2 separate regions of the Mus musculus genome follow, and region 2 is linked to region 1. Evidence: chromatin contacts called from public Hi-C data. All regions are on one chromosome and are shown on one strand. The core of a region is the stretch at or near the end of the contact, and the rest is flanking DNA. Distances in the headings are between cores, read along the strand shown.

Region 1 (3,672 bases), core at 417-2,916:
CTTAGATATATATGCATTATAACATGTAATCAGTATGCATGTTCTAAAGTTAACAGGCAAAGTAATGGTTTTCGTGATAACGTTTTCATATGTATATGCCACCGTTACACTTGGTTCCTTCTCTCCCGACTCCACGGCCACCCCCTGTCCATCGCCCCTCCCCCCTTTTTCTGACTCCCTTTCCTTCCCTTAAATATCCCCACTCCTGTTCAGGTCTCAAGTATCCATCCATTAGCCTATATTTTTCTGTTTCCCTGATCCCTTAAATCTGATCTTTATCTTATCATCTTTGTAACCCCTCCCTATATATAATTTTAAATCTAGCTTCCACATAAGAGAGAAAGTGATTTGTCTGAGTCTGGCTTATTTGGTTCAACTTGATTACTTCCATCTATTTTCCTTCAAATTTCCCTTTTCTTTCCGAGTACATGACTAAGAGTGGTTGTCCTGACACCCGCTAGGTAGACCAGGCTGAGCTTAAACTCAAAGAAATCTGCCTGCCTCTGCCACCCAAGTGCTGGGATTCAAGGTGTATGCCACCATCTTAGGCATCTCTTTTCAGTTTTTTTGAGAGGCCTCAACAGTGACGATCTTAGAGAGCTCCAGCCTGTGTTACATAGCAAGTGCTGTCTCAGAACAAACAAGGAGGAAGAAGGTGGCCCTGAGTTGAATCAGCAGAGGTATAAAGCACAGAATCCCGAGGAGACATTAAAGTTCTGAGACTGGCATGGATCCCTCACCTCTCTTTCTCTCTCCTCCCTCCCTGGTTCCTTCTCCTCCCACCTCTCTGAGACAGGACCTTATGATCTGCTGTCCCCCCCCCCCAACCCCCGGTCTCTGGAACACTGGGAATACCAGAGCGAACCCACTATGCCTGACTTTGCTTTCTCCTACTGCACAGCTGGAGCCAGCCTGGCCCATGCCTTGGGGCCTCTGCAGGGTATTGAAAGGCAAGACCCACAACCTCTGCGGCCCTGAGCATCTGGGTCTCATTTGTGCTCTCTGGCCACTCCTCAGGACTGGTGCCATCCATGTCGGGGACCGGATACTGGCCATCAACAGCGTGAGCCTCAAGGGCCGGCCCCTGAGTGAGGCCATCCACCTTCTGCAGGTGGCCGGGGAGACGGTCACACTGAAGATCAAGAAGCAGCTAGACCGTGAGCCTTGCCCCTTCCTGGGGTCTTCCTGGCCTACAGAGGAAGGGCAGTCGTGGGTCAGGCTGTGTGCTACCAATGGGGTGGGGGTCCCTGGACCAGCTGAGGAGGAGGCTTAGAGAGAGGAGAGTTGTACCTTGGTGGCACAGTGCAGTATCGGGTACATTCTGGGTCCAAACCATGTTTCTCATCAGTCCCTGTCTCTTCGGGTTCCTGCATGTCCCTGTGCCCTGTATGTGCTACAGTTTACCTGAGTCTTGGGGGCCTTGTTTTAATCTGGGCTTCCTTGCTCTTCACCATATGGCCTATTGATAAGCCTCACAAGCCTCAGTTTTCCCACCTGTGGGATTTACTTACTTGTATGTCCCACGCGCATGGCAGCAGCCAGATTGTCAAGCACCTGGAAGCTCACAGACGTGGGGGAAAGTCGGGCTCACAGGAACTCTGTGTCTCTGAGGTCACAGGTGATACCCCTTCTCTTCCCAGGTCCCCTCCTCCCCCGCCAGTCAGGCAGCCTCAGTGAGGCCAGTGATGTGGATGAGGACCCCCCTGAGGCCCTCAAGGGAGGCTTGCTGGCAACGCGCTTCTCACCTGCTGTACCCAGCGTGGACAGTGCTGTGGAGTCCTGGGGCAGCTCTGCCACAGATGGTGGCTTTGGGGGCACAGGTAACAAAGCAGGGACCTTGGACAGCTTTTGTGAAGATGATGCTACTGCCTGCTCTTCCTGGGACCTCCTCTCCCCGTTAGCCTTTTCCTTCTGAGAGGGTTCCTCAGGGCATCCTGACTAACCCTGTCCTTCACCTGTCCCCCCAGTCCTGTCTTTCCTCTCATGAACTGGGGACAGAACTGCTCTTACTTCTGCTGTCTCTCTCCTTATCCCCATGCCTTGCACACAGTGGGTCTTAAGACATATTTGTTGCACCCAGATGAAGATAAGGCAGACCACGACTGCCTTGCCCATGTGGCTAAGGCCCACTGATGCTGCCCTCTGGCTTGTGGTTGAGGCTCAGGGAGTTAACTTAGAAGCCTCCATGGGTTCTTGGTGGATCGCCACACTGGTTCACAGTTAGGGGCTTTGGCTCTCTCTCTCCCAAGCTCCAGGCAGTATCTTCGGACTCATCCTGGGACTCCTCAGGTAGATCTGGGTCCAGTCAGAAAAGAGGCCCTTTAGCAGGCCTGCCTGTGGAACTGACCGTGGTCCTGGAACCTCACTGTTGACTGATGGATGTTCCTAGGGGCTTGCTAGGGTTACAGGGACTCCTGGGACTCAGTGGTCACTTTGTCCCCAGAAAAAGCACAGATATGCCCACTGGCATCCAGTTGCTGGGAATGAGGGAGGGCAAGACAAGGACAGAGAAGGTCCACGTCCCTCTCTCCATCCGCCAGGCTCCTACACTCCGCAGGTGGCAGTCCGGAGTGTGACTCCCCAGGAGTGGCGTCCTAGCAGACTGAAGAGTAGCCCCCCACCCCTTGAGCCCCGGAGGACGAGCTACACACCGGGTCCCTCTGACGAAAGCTTCCCAGAGGAAGAGGGGGACTGGGAGCCACCAATGAGGTCTGTGGTGGGAACACTTGTGGGGCTGATGGGGGTGGGAGGGGTAGCCAGAAGGTAGCAACACCAGGAGGGGGGAGTTAGGAGGACAGAAGAGCGTTCCTGGCCTGGGGGACGGATCTGGGCTGAGTGTGTCTGGAAAGAATGCACTGTGGAAGGATAGCAGCAGACATGTTCTAGCTGGGCAGCAACCCGACTTGTTCATCCTGGCTTTATGAATAGCTGTCTTCAGAAATACAACACCAGACTCAGAATTTGAACCCAGACCCCTCCTCAGATCAGGTTACATGAAGCATGACTCCCAGTTCACAACCACCAGCCCAGGGTTATGCATGTTGCATGTATGTAGCTGGGCTCATATAGCAGCTAGCTTCCACAGAGTGGGTCCCCACAAGAAACACCTGTGCTGTTCTCCTTAAATGCATAGCTAGGCCTTTGAGAAGTGAAGACTTTGTAAATCACAGTATGACTAAAGGCTAAGTAAGGGTTCTGGGAGCTAGCAGAGCGGCACAAAGACTGTAGTGCATCCTGTAAGTTTGGTGTTGGCTGCTGATGGGCCACACGGTGTGGGCTAGCCAGATGGATACTGCCCACCCCTCCCCAGCACAAATATCCCATCTTCTCCATCCATCTGTTTCCTGACTGGTTCTGGCTCTATCCTGTCACTGTCCCGTGGTGCCATGTGTCTGGGTGGGGTCAGGGACTGTCTTCTGGGGCTATCCCATGGATCTTTCTGTCTGTGTCTGTCTTCTATCTATCCGTCTGTCTTTCTTCCCAGGCGTCCTGTGTCACCGCTCTCCACCCCGTCTCATCTGCCCCTGTTCTAATTGGCCACCAACAGTCTTGGTCGCCCCTAACTGCGTCTCCCCCACCCCATTCTGTGTCACCAACCACTGCCCTGGGGCCCCAGCACTGCCACCGAGGACACCCGCCTGCCTGCCTGCCTGTCCTATGGCCCCCGGAGCC
Region 2 (3,672 bases), core at 411-2,910, 78 kb before region 1:
TTCCAAATTCTCCTCACTGGAGACTGCCTTTCTCTCCTGCTGCAGGAGACACAGGCTTAGCCCTACCCAGATCCTCTCTTGGGAGTGTGGGCTCTCCACTGTTCCCACCTGCACTTGACTGGAGACTGGAGGAAGTTGGGGAAGTGACACTCGGGCTGTGAGATGGAAGAGGGGGTCTCTTTAGCACTGACTTCTTCTGAGCTCTCATGATGGCTCAATTCTGTTTCTCTTTTGGTTTCCCCTGTTGTGCCTTGGATTGGGGCTGTGGGTGCCAGAGGACACTGGGGCAGATTGCTGGGGAGTTATTACAACAATTATTAATAAGCAGATAGACAGAGGAGCAAAAGCATGGCAGGAGCCCCAAGGACAGTCCAGGCCCCAGCATCAGTGACAGACAGCATCATGGGATCTAAAGAGAGAAATCAGAGCCTGTGTGGTAGAAACAGAACCCTTCTTACACTCTCTGGGAGACAAGAAGGTTTCACTGTAGGCTCTCTAACTCCCAGGAAGGCAGGGGAGGTGTTGGGAAGCAGCAAGTATGGCTTTGTTGTAAATGCATTTCCCAGGTAAGAGATCCTGGCACCAGGCAGTCTACTAAGTAGGGACTCATCAAACGTGCATCAGTAGGGTGCCCAGGAAAGGAGCTGCTGCAAAGACCAGCTGGGCAGAGGCTGCATTCTAGCCGGACCTCTTTCACTCAGAGCACTCTCCTTTTTAAGCACTTACAGGGGGTCCCTGAAGCTTGGCCCCAAGAGCAGCTGGTCTAAGGCAATGGGACTTATAAGCACCCATCTTTTAGGTTATCTTCACTTTTTCCAGACCGTCCAGGACCATAAATACTCTCAACGCAATCCTATCTCCTGTATCCCCTCCCCCCATCAGCTAGACATATGCAGGTATGTTAAAATGGTAGCCATAGCCTGGAAGAGGGTTGGGCCCTGAGTGGCTGCTCAGAGAGGGTTTTACACTCCATGTAAGTAGAAACCAACTTCTGTTGCTGTCCAGCTATTTATTATATTTGCTACAACAGCCAGCTATCTCCACTGTTAGACATGTTAACATACTGTTTTATAAAGCACTTTCATTTTGGCTAAACAATGAGGAATCTCCCCAAATAAAAGAAATTTGGTTTCCAGAAATAAAGCAACATGGTGTTTGTTATTATTTTCTTTGTGGGTTTTGTTGTTGGTGGTGGTAGTGTATTTTTTGTTTGTTTGTTTGTTTGTTTGTTTTGTTTTGTTTTGTTTTCTGTTTTTTTTTTGGGGGGGGGGTGGGGGTTTGAGACAAGGTCTTACTGTGGGCCTGGCTGTCTTGGAACTTGCTATGTAGACCAGACTGACCTCAAACTCACAGATATCCACCTGCCTTCTGCCTCCTGACTGCTGGGGTTTGTTTTTTCCTAGACTCTTGCCTTCCCCCACCGTACCAATTCCTTTATAATGACTGACTACAAGAGACACTTATCTATCAGCTGACATTCTTTAAGTCACAACTCACTGCATTTCCTTAACTACAGCTAGCAATGCCCAGCTAGAGGCCAAAACAAAACGACCAAGCAAGCAAGCAAACAAATAAACCCCCATCCTTTCAGCCCTCTTGTCTTTTCTGCCCTGTAACTACCATGCTGTGTAGGCAGGGGGAGCTGTTTGTTACACTACACAAAGCATGTGCTCTCATCAAAGCCTGTCTCTCCTGGAGGTCAGCTTCTCTCTAGTCATCTCCAAGGCATTGCACTGGCTCCTGATTGGTCCCTTGCTTCTAGTGCTTCTGCTTCCGATCTAACCTCCCAAAGGCCACAGAATGAGGGCTCCACACCCCACATTAATTGTGTTACAGTCTGTTATGTTTTTTAAGTGTGACGTTTTCCTCAAAGGTTCATGTGTTGGAACACTTGGTTCCCAGCTGGGCGCACTGTTCTGTTTTGTTTTTGATCTTTTGAGACAGGGTCTTACATAGCCCAGGCTAGCCTGGGAGGGGGGGGAATCAATATGTAGTGGAGAATGACCTTTGTCTCTTGCTTCTACCTCCCAATTTCTGGGTTTACAGGTGTGCGCCACCAGACCAGGCTGATGATGGCAGCCATCAAGCCTTCCCCCTGTGATTGGTTAATCTTCGCTTGTCAATCTGACTGGATGTAGAGTTACTAGGGATACATGCCTCTGGCTGCATCTGTGAGGGTGTTTCCAGATTGGTTTGCCTGAGGTGGGGACACCCCCCCACCCTGAATGTGAGTGGCACCATCCCATGGGATCCTGGACTGAATCAAAAGGCAGGAAGGGAGCCGAGCACAAGTGTGCATCTCTCGGTGCTCTTGACTGTGGGTGAGTGTGAGCAGCCCTTGACGTTCCTGTTCACACATCTTCCCAGCTTCACCCCAGACTGCGAGCTAATGGAAGCCCTTCCTTCTTGAGCGCTTTGTCATGGCAATGTGAAAATCATGAATACATGCTTATGTTTGAAGTTTATCTTTTTGCTTACACATCAGTCTATTGGCCTACAAAATGACAGGATTGACCGGATGAACCCAGGTCTCTTAAATAGATGCTTTTATGATTTGGGAGCTTGGTGATCCAAGGGTCTCCATCATTCTTTTCCTTCACAATTGCAAACATAAATATGTTGTTTAATCACATTCTTCAGTGTTCCCCTGCCTACCCGGTAGTCTGTGTTCCCTATGGACCTGCATCTCTGTCTGTCTCTGTCTCTCTCCATGTTTTGTATGTGTTTGGTGTGTGTACATGTGTGTGCATGTCTGCCTGCCCATGCAGGTTCATGTGGAGGCCAGGGGTTACCACTAGAATGTCTTCCTCAGTTCCTCTCCACCTTATTGTTTTGAGACAGGGTCTCTCTTTGAACCTGGAGCTCACTAGTCCAGGCTAGGGAAATGGCTGTCTCAGCCCCTCCAGAGGTGGGGTTACAGGTGCATGTGGGGATCCCACATCATCAGGTCCTTAAGCTCACATAGCAAGCTCTGTCCATTGGGCCATCTCCTGAATTCCTCTCTTGTCTTTACATTCTATTTCAAATGGCAGAAGCGACTCTGCCTTAATTGCGGAGCCCACTCCTTGCTCTAAGTACTTACAAAATATTCAATGAATTAATTTCACCTTATCCTTACCTCTCTAATGTTTGTCAGTCCTAACTATTTTGTTTGCTTCCTCTCTTTTCTTTCCTTATCTGAGAGGAACTGAGAAGTATATGTTACTGCTTCATACGTCCTGGGTTAGGATATCAATGAAAAATCCTTTACTGCCTTAGTTGTTAGCTTAATATTACAGTCTCCCTTTGATTCATTAGAATCGAGTGCAAATTTATACTTCCTATTTTGAAAAATGCCAGGTCTTAGACTACTTTCATTTCATTTAAACTTTTCCCATTGCTATCATGAATTTGAATCCCAGAAGATATTCAAAAATGTTTGAATGTTTTGAGTCTTCCTGTGTATCCCTGGCTGGCCTCGAACTTGCTATGTAGACCAGGCTGACCTCAAACTCAGAGTGATCCGCCTGCCTCTGCCTCCTCAGTTCTGGGATTAAAGGTGTGTACCATGCTTGACATGGTTTTTCAAATATACAGTTCATTGTTATTTATAGACACCTCGCTGTACAACTGAATTGTTAAATTTGTTCCTCTATTTGTTTCAAAAATTTGTCTCTCTCTTTTTTAAATTTT

Evidence for each region. Hi-C and Micro-C count contacts between places; a contact is called where the count stands out from the background.
Region 2: a Hi-C map of stem cell-derived cardiac mesoderm shows a contact between it and region 1, with 5 times the contacts expected there. The contact joins two enhancer-like sites. A contact is called at or near these places in 5 of 15 datasets of contacts at CTCF or cohesin (the NIH/3T3 cell line, embryonic stem cells, hippocampal excitatory neurons and 2 more), 145 of 484 Hi-C or Micro-C datasets (the AML12 cell line, the AtT-20 cell line, B cells and 75 more), 24 of 115 datasets of contacts at active chromatin or transcription factors (PVALB interneurons, SST interneurons, Th17 cells and 14 more) and 2 of 9 other capture datasets (embryonic stem cells and embryonic tail).

The regions. Positions count from the first base shown.
Region 1 is chr6:91,772,830-91,776,501 of GRCm38.p6, reverse strand. Grip2 (glutamate receptor interacting protein 2) reads left to right here. Exons shown (of 24, transcript NM_001159507.1): 18 at 1,018-1,157; 19 at 1,641-1,820; 20 at 2,541-2,709. Among named protein-coding and RNA genes, the nearest start is that of Grip2, 33 kb to the left of the region's middle. Within about 2 kb of position 1,666, at least 2 of the 459 cell types and tissues checked have an H3K27ac peak or open chromatin away from gene starts, as enhancers often do. A contact at or near this core is called in stem cell-derived cardiac mesoderm, where this site is marked.
Region 2 is chr6:91,850,734-91,854,405 of GRCm38.p6, reverse strand. It overlaps a transcript of Ccdc174 not described here. Among named protein-coding and RNA genes, the nearest start is that of Ccdc174, 25 kb to the left of the region's middle. Within about 2 kb of position 1,660, at least 39 of the 459 cell types and tissues checked have an H3K27ac peak or open chromatin away from gene starts, as enhancers often do. A contact at or near this core is called in stem cell-derived cardiac mesoderm, where this site is marked.